Linked DNA regions of Hordeum vulgare: region 1 is linked to region 2. The links are chromatin contacts, called in public Hi-C maps. All regions are on one chromosome and are shown on one strand. Each heading gives the region's core, a stretch centred on a gene start, on an enhancer-like site or on the middle of the called end of the contact. The rest is flanking DNA. Distances are from core to core; before and after follow the strand shown. Region 1 holds the start of LOC123446287 (histone deacetylase 8). Region 2 holds the start of LOC123446270 (serine/threonine-protein kinase Nek4-like).

Evidence for each region. Hi-C and Micro-C count contacts between places; a contact is called where the count stands out from the background.
Region 1: a contact with region 2 is called in a Hi-C map of seedling, with 4 times the contacts expected there. The contact joins the promoter of LOC123446287 here to the promoter of LOC123446270 in region 2. A contact is called at or near these places in 1 of 6 Hi-C or Micro-C datasets (seedling) and 1 of 1 datasets of contacts at active chromatin or transcription factors (embryo).

Annotation. Positions count from the first base shown.
Region 1 is chr1H:470,997,908-471,001,084 of MorexV3_pseudomolecules_assembly, forward strand. LOC123446287 (histone deacetylase 8) reads left to right here and starts at 1,508. Exons shown (of 3, transcript XM_045122965.1): 1 at 1,508-1,909; 2 at 2,185-2,765. The coding sequence starts at 1,624.
Region 2 is chr1H:470,832,105-470,835,758 of MorexV3_pseudomolecules_assembly, forward strand. LOC123446270 (serine/threonine-protein kinase Nek4-like) reads right to left here and starts at 1,394. Exons shown (of 15, transcript XM_045122947.1): 1 at 1,143-1,394; 2 at 543-792; 3 at 370-436; 4 at 219-284; 5 at 75-121. The coding sequence starts at 640.

The DNA.
Region 1 (3,177 bases), core at 258-2,757, 170 kb after region 2:
CTGATATAACTGCATCAACAACAAAAGCCAAAACATCACTACCAAAAAAAACATCTCTGTGGCCTTCCCATCTTCAGTCACCTGACAACAATGAACACCAACAACCAACAATGGAGGACTCAGTGCAAATTACCCCCCTCCCTTCCCTACATCACTGGACTTGAACACCTTTTCATGTAGAAGAGTCCCAAACCCTGCCCGAGATACAAAATCTCATGTGCTGTTGTTGGGCAACTCAAACACAAAAATGGAGCAACAAAAATGGACTTGTGTGATCTACAAATCCAACAACCCTAACTCAGCAAATCACACACCCCACAACCCACAACCTACTCAGCAAACCAACAACCCTAACTCAGCAAATCATAGCCAATGTTGCATGATCTAGGACTCAGCAATCATGAACCCTCGCAGGAGCTGGCATGCATTCAAGGCATTCAAACCCTAACTCAAGTCGTCCATACATGCACTAGAAGAACCACCTAGTATAGCAGTACACATGCACTAGAAGGACCCCAAGGATAACAGTACATGTGCCAAAAACAGAGAACAGAACAGATCTGAAACAGAGTGGATAAACTCATCAAGGGGAGCTTGCAGCGAATGTACTCTCCGGCGAAGTCCTCGGTTGTTGTTCTTCTCTGCCGTGTCTAGGGACTGCTGATGTTCCGCCGCCGACTCCTACTTCCACAGCAACGACACGGTGGTGTTTGCTAGGGTGGTAGCACCTCCCCTCGTCGCCGCAATGGAAGTCAGGGATGGCGTACGTGCGGCCAGTTCCTCCTCTCCCGCGATACTGTTGTTGCTGGTGCGGTTGTTGCTGCGGCGCTCCTCTTCTCCTCCGTCACCGCACGACAGTTGGTCGCCTCCAGATGCACATCCGGCAGCACAAAGGGCCACGAATCGCCGCCACACCGCCGCCTCGCCACCGCCTCTCTCCTGGTTTGGGGGATTTGGATTTGGTTGATAGAGGGGCTCAGGATTTTGCCGGTGGAAGGAAAGGAAGGGGAGGAAGGGGAAGGGGAGAGGGATGGAGGAGGATTCGAAATGGGAGAATGTATGACGGTGGAGGGACCCGACCAGGGGACACCTGACGCGGCCACCGACGACCCTGGCCAACCGTGCGCCGCTACGCCAAGACGGTTCGATTTTAATCGAACGGTGCGGAGACGTGTGCGTCCGAGTCCACAATCTGGCACAACTGCACTAATTAGAATTTGAAAAAAAAAAACAATGACTCGGCATACCGCACACCGTCACTTTGTGTGCATTCAGATTTTTTTGGAGACAATTGCGTGCATTCAGCATGTTTGTACAAAACTGAGCGTGTTGAACAAATTTAGTGAATGGATTGTACTAGCATTTACAAGAAATTGGAGCAAATTGAGCGTTCGGTGACAACATTTAATTCACTTGTTCGGTGGCAGAAGCCCACGAACAACTGCAAAGTTTACACATTTGAAGCCCAGTACATTTTAGGCCTACAAGGCCTCCACGCGCACGCAATAGGCAAATTGCGTCCCCGTCTCTCTCTCTCTCTCTGCTCGCACTCAGAGTCCAGCTTCAGTCAACAGACGTTTAGACATCACGAACCACCACAGAGAACTCCGGCGGCCGGCGACGATGGACTCCTCTTCCTCCTCGGTGGCGGCGGAGGGGGCGCCTCCGGCGGCGGAGAATCTGGCGGTGTTCTGGCACGAGGGCATGCTGGCCCACGACGCCGGCCGCGGCCTGTTCGACTCGGGCCGCGACCCGGGCTTCCTCGACGTGCTCGACCACCACCCGGAGAACGCCGACCGCGTCCGCAACATGGTCTCCATCCTCCGCCGCGGGCCCATCGCGCCCTTCCTCTCCTGGCACTCCGGCGTCCCCGCCCACGCCAGCGAGCTCCTCTCCTTCCACTCCCCAGGTCTGCCCCCAAATCTGCTCGCAAAGTCAACTAACCTCGAGTACCAAAGCTCTCACCAACCTGCCAATCATTTTTTACCTTATTTTAATCACCTCGACTTGCAGTGTAGCACATGTATATGGCGTCTGCGCCGACAAAAAACTGCAATTTGTAATTTGTTAGTAGTAGAAACCATGTTCATGTTCATGTTCATTTGGGAAATAAATCAGTTCTTGTAAAATTACAGCGAACTTCCTGTATTCTGAACATTCGCCTAATCCTTTTGTGTTCTTCAGAATACATTGACGAGCTCGTTCAGGCGAACGCCAGTGGAGGCAAGAAGTTGTGTGAGGGAACTTTCTTGAACCCCGGCTCATGGGGTGCTGCGCTTCTGGCTGCTGGAACAACCTTATCAGCTATGAGGCACATACTAGATGGGCATGGGAAGATAGCCTATGCATTGGTCCGTCCCCCCGGCCATCATGCACAACCGGACCATGCCGATGGTTACTGCTTTCTGAACAATGCCGGGCTTGCTGTGCATCTGGCTCTGCATTCTGGCCGCGCAAAGGTAGCCATTGTTGATATTGATGTGCACTATGGGAATGGCGCTGCAGAGGGATTCTATCGCATGGACAACGTGTTGACAATCTCTCTTCACATGAACCATGGCTCTTGGGGTCCATCGCATCCGCAGAGTGGCTCGTCTGATGAGATTGGGGAAGGCAGGGGGCTTGGGTACAATCTCAATATACCTTTGCCTAATGGTAGTGGGGATCTAGGGTATGAATATGCAATGAATGAATTGGTCGTCCCGGCGATTGACAAGTTTCAACCTCAGCTTTTGGTTTTTGTCATTGGTCAAGATTCTAGCATGGTGAGTTGAGTTTGCCTACTTGTTCTCCTTAGTTCACCACATGTTCTATTTATCAATCTTGCTAAATCATGTGCAGTTGCATATTCTAATTTTTTTTCCGAGAACATGCAGTCATGCTCGAGCAATAGTACTAATATATTGCCATGTAAAAAACAAGTAGGTAAACATTCCTTGTTTTGAGGAAAACAGCTAGATTTCCTATTAGGAACTAAGTGGTCTTCTGTTGATACAAGAGATAGGCACCCAAATTCGAGCATAGGAGAACTCGAACATTGGTGGGAGCTAGGCTCAGTTCCCCTACTTCATCTTGTATAATATAGTGACTGTGGGAATACATAAACTTCATACCAAGGGTGACAATAGATTCACATTTACCTGATGTATGTTTATTATCTAGTTTCCTTATCGCTAC
Region 2 (3,654 bases), core at 144-2,643:
CCAAATAAAACACAATACAATTTAAAAGTCATGGAAACAAGAAACTGAACTCGAAAGCACCAACTAACACTCACACATCTCCCCCTTCACAGTAGCCCGTGATGATGCAGACATAGCAACCCTGCATAACTCTCCTCGTCAGTAAGTAAATTCAACTGAAATTTCAAACCCAGCTAGGAAAGCAAAACGAAGTAAAGAAAAGCAAAAAAAAGACAGACCTTCTCAACCCAGGCCTCTTTGAATTCAACAATGTAAGGATGCTGTAGCCGAGCGATCAGAGCCATCTGCAATTTACTTCCCACTTAACTTAATCAGCTTCCCAGAATAGCACCAACGGATCAAGAAACAAAGACCGAGGACTTGACAAACCTCTTGATGAGCAGACTTGCGGCAGCGCTCCGTCTGCCTGGCAAGACGGATTTTCTTCAGCACATACCTGCAACCAAACACGCTGTTGCTGTCACCTGCATTCGATGGACGAAGACAGAATCTATGCTTCGAACTTTCGAAGTGGGAAATAGTAAAAAGAAAGTGTATCCTACTTCTTCTTCTCGATCTTGTGATTCACAAGGATGGCGGCGCCGAAGGCACCGCGCCCAATCTGCTCCATGATCTCGTACTGGTCCATCCGAGACTCCATCACGCGTCCCCGCTCCGTAACGGGAGACAGCCACAGCGTCCCGGCAGCAGGCCGCCTGCAGTGAGGGATCGATCAGATTCCTCCTCCTGCCCTGCCCATGCCGCAGCTCAAACGCCTGCACATCCTATCCTCGCCAGGGCCAGGGCCAGGTCCTGCGAAAGGCAGCGAGACAAGTGCATAAGCCAAACAACTTTAACCAAAGCGTCACGTGCCCGCCCAATCAAATCCCGCGGCATCCTGAAGTGCAAGTACTCGCTGCCTTTTCTTAGAAAGGAGACTAGGAGAACCACTATTTGAACAACAAAGGGGGAGAGATTAGCACCAGACGGCGACCGATGAACTACTTGCGCATGCGCACGGCGGAGAGAGGGAGAGAGAGAGAGAGAGGGGGGGGGGGGGCGTCGGCTATCCAGAACAGTGGCAGCAAACTTGCGGATCACGCGGAACGGCGCTTCCACCAACCGCGCGCGACGGGGCCGGCCGAGGCAGGGGGGGTGCTTACCTGCATTGGCCGGCGGGCGGCGGCGCCTCTCTCCGGGAGGCCTCGGCGGGCGGCAGTGGAGGAGATCTCCCGCCTCGGCCTCGCTGGCTGGAGCTCGTGCGCTGCGGCTTCGGGAGGGGGCACACTCGCAGACTCGTCGCTTCGGGCCGTGGAATTTTTTGGTGGAGGCTTTGATGCGGCGTAACGGCGTTCCTTGATGGCGGAGGAGTTCGCCCGGTGGCTTATATACGCGGCATCACCGCAACAGCCGGTGGTGGCGATGGCCCGACGGGGTTGGGGTTAAAAAGCTAATCAGGGGAATTAAATTAAGCGGGGGAGATGCCTAGTGGCTCAAAAGGGATGTTGCAGCTTGCAAGTGTATCTTCCACTAAGTACTGTCCTGACAAGACCTTTTGTGTTGGGGATGAAGAAAAAATGGTATGAATTCATAAATAACGGAAAACCATCAAATGGACCCCGGTCAATATAACCAAAAGGATGGTAAAACAAAATGCAGATAAGATATAGTATTATGGTGACCGGTGAGAGAAAAAACTGCATTGGATAAGAGCATCTACGTACACCTGAGCTTCCCAAACCCTCCTTTACGGACGACCCGGTCACAAAATTTCGATGCCTCAAACTTGATCGTGTACGTTCGGATTGACCCGCATCCATTATATCTAACCCAAATCTAAAGCGAAAATGGAAAATCACGTCCGCCACGTCGGATCCATCCCACGCTAGGTCGCCCCGACCCCATATATATTCCACTTCGTCCGCATTCTAGACCAAACTCTATGAATTTCACTACACTCCAACCCCAAGCTCCCTTTCGACGATCTTTGAACTTCTCCGGCATGAACTACGGCAGATCTGACTTTGACCACTCCCGGTCCGTCGACCAGGGCATCGTCCCATACGTGGATGGGGTGGTTATGATCATCTGCATGGTCGTCCTCCATTCCTAGGAGGGGTGCACCCGACCAAGGTCGAATTTGATCCGGCATGAATCAATTGCGCCAATGCAATTGGAGCTCGAATCAGCCGGAGCTGAAGACTCGAGGTCCATCTGCCACCCCATCTTTGTTGTGGAGGAGTATAAGTGTTAGAGAGACTGGAGTGATCGTCGTGTGAAGTAGAGGGTGCGGGAGGCCGAGACATGCATCGCTGCTAACATGGCGAGGCGGAGGTGGCGGATGCGGCATCCCGTGTTGTCTTGGACGAGGAAGTCGTCTGTGCTCGCGTCCTCCAGAAGCAGCACAGAACGAACACGAGCACCCTCCCGTGAAAGCAAAGTTGGGCGGTATGTGTCATGGCCGAACTACCCCTCATAGAGGAAAAGGAGGACAACGACGGGTCGAACAACTTTGACAATGAGCAAATCTGGCTTGATCCATTTTGTGTGTTCGAGCGCTACTTCCGTGAAAAAGACGCCAAGGGCAACGGAAAGGGGAAGGATATCGTGGATGATCTTCGTCCATAACTTACCATGTATGTAGAACATGACATTTTTTCATAGATGACATGTTGATGTAGCAGCCGTGGATGATCATAGACTTAGTTTATAGTGGATGTGGTCATATAGATTTAGCTTTGCAAAGTAAGGTACCGGTTGTGTGTAACTGAAATTTTAGGAGGTGATCGGTCGAACGCGTTCATGAACATTTGAGGGATGGAATTAGTTATTTATGGTTATAGATGCTCTAAGAATGCATCCTTGAACTTATATTTTACATGAAGGTGTTCTAAAATTATATCTTGGTGTTGGTTTTTATAATAGTATTTCACACATAATGTAGTGGTTAAGTGATCACATCATTTGAGGGCTAACTTGGCGCTTAACAAATGAAAAATGGTAACAGCAACTTGAGATGTTGATATTTCTTACAGTAACTTGTTTTATTTGTTCACCCAGTGATGCACTTTGCATTCTATCTTCCTCTACTTGCATTTACTTCATAGTGTAATGTCAAAAACGCTCTTTAGCTCATTTGATTTGATTTTTGTGAATTTACGAGCATTATGCTACTCCCTCGGTGGGACCACTATTTTTTTCTTTCTTCTGGAAACAAATCATTGCTAGTTCGTAACCACTTATCGACGAGGATCTCACCCTATTTTCGTTGTGTGAACTGAGAAGTTGTTACATCTAGAATTATGGGGGCGGTCGTCAGTTCTCGCGCCACATTTTTGTCTATTTGAATTTCTGACCCCTTTCTTGATTGTGATCTTAGAAAATAATAATGTTTATTTCTTTACCCCCATCAACTTGGTTGACAGCCTGCTGCAGTAGCGTGCATGACAGATCGGTATACGCAGATTTGGCGATATGGTTCTGTTGCATCTTTGCCTATATTATATTCATGCAACCATCCAATAAATATAATTAATATATGAAGTTCTAAACTCATCATCTGTCTTAACTCATCATCGGGAATCTTGGCTTATATCCTGTTTAACAGGGGCCAGGGGCAACAAAGGAGCAACTTGTTAACCAAATTATCGCTCACATGTATACATCAACTTGGCT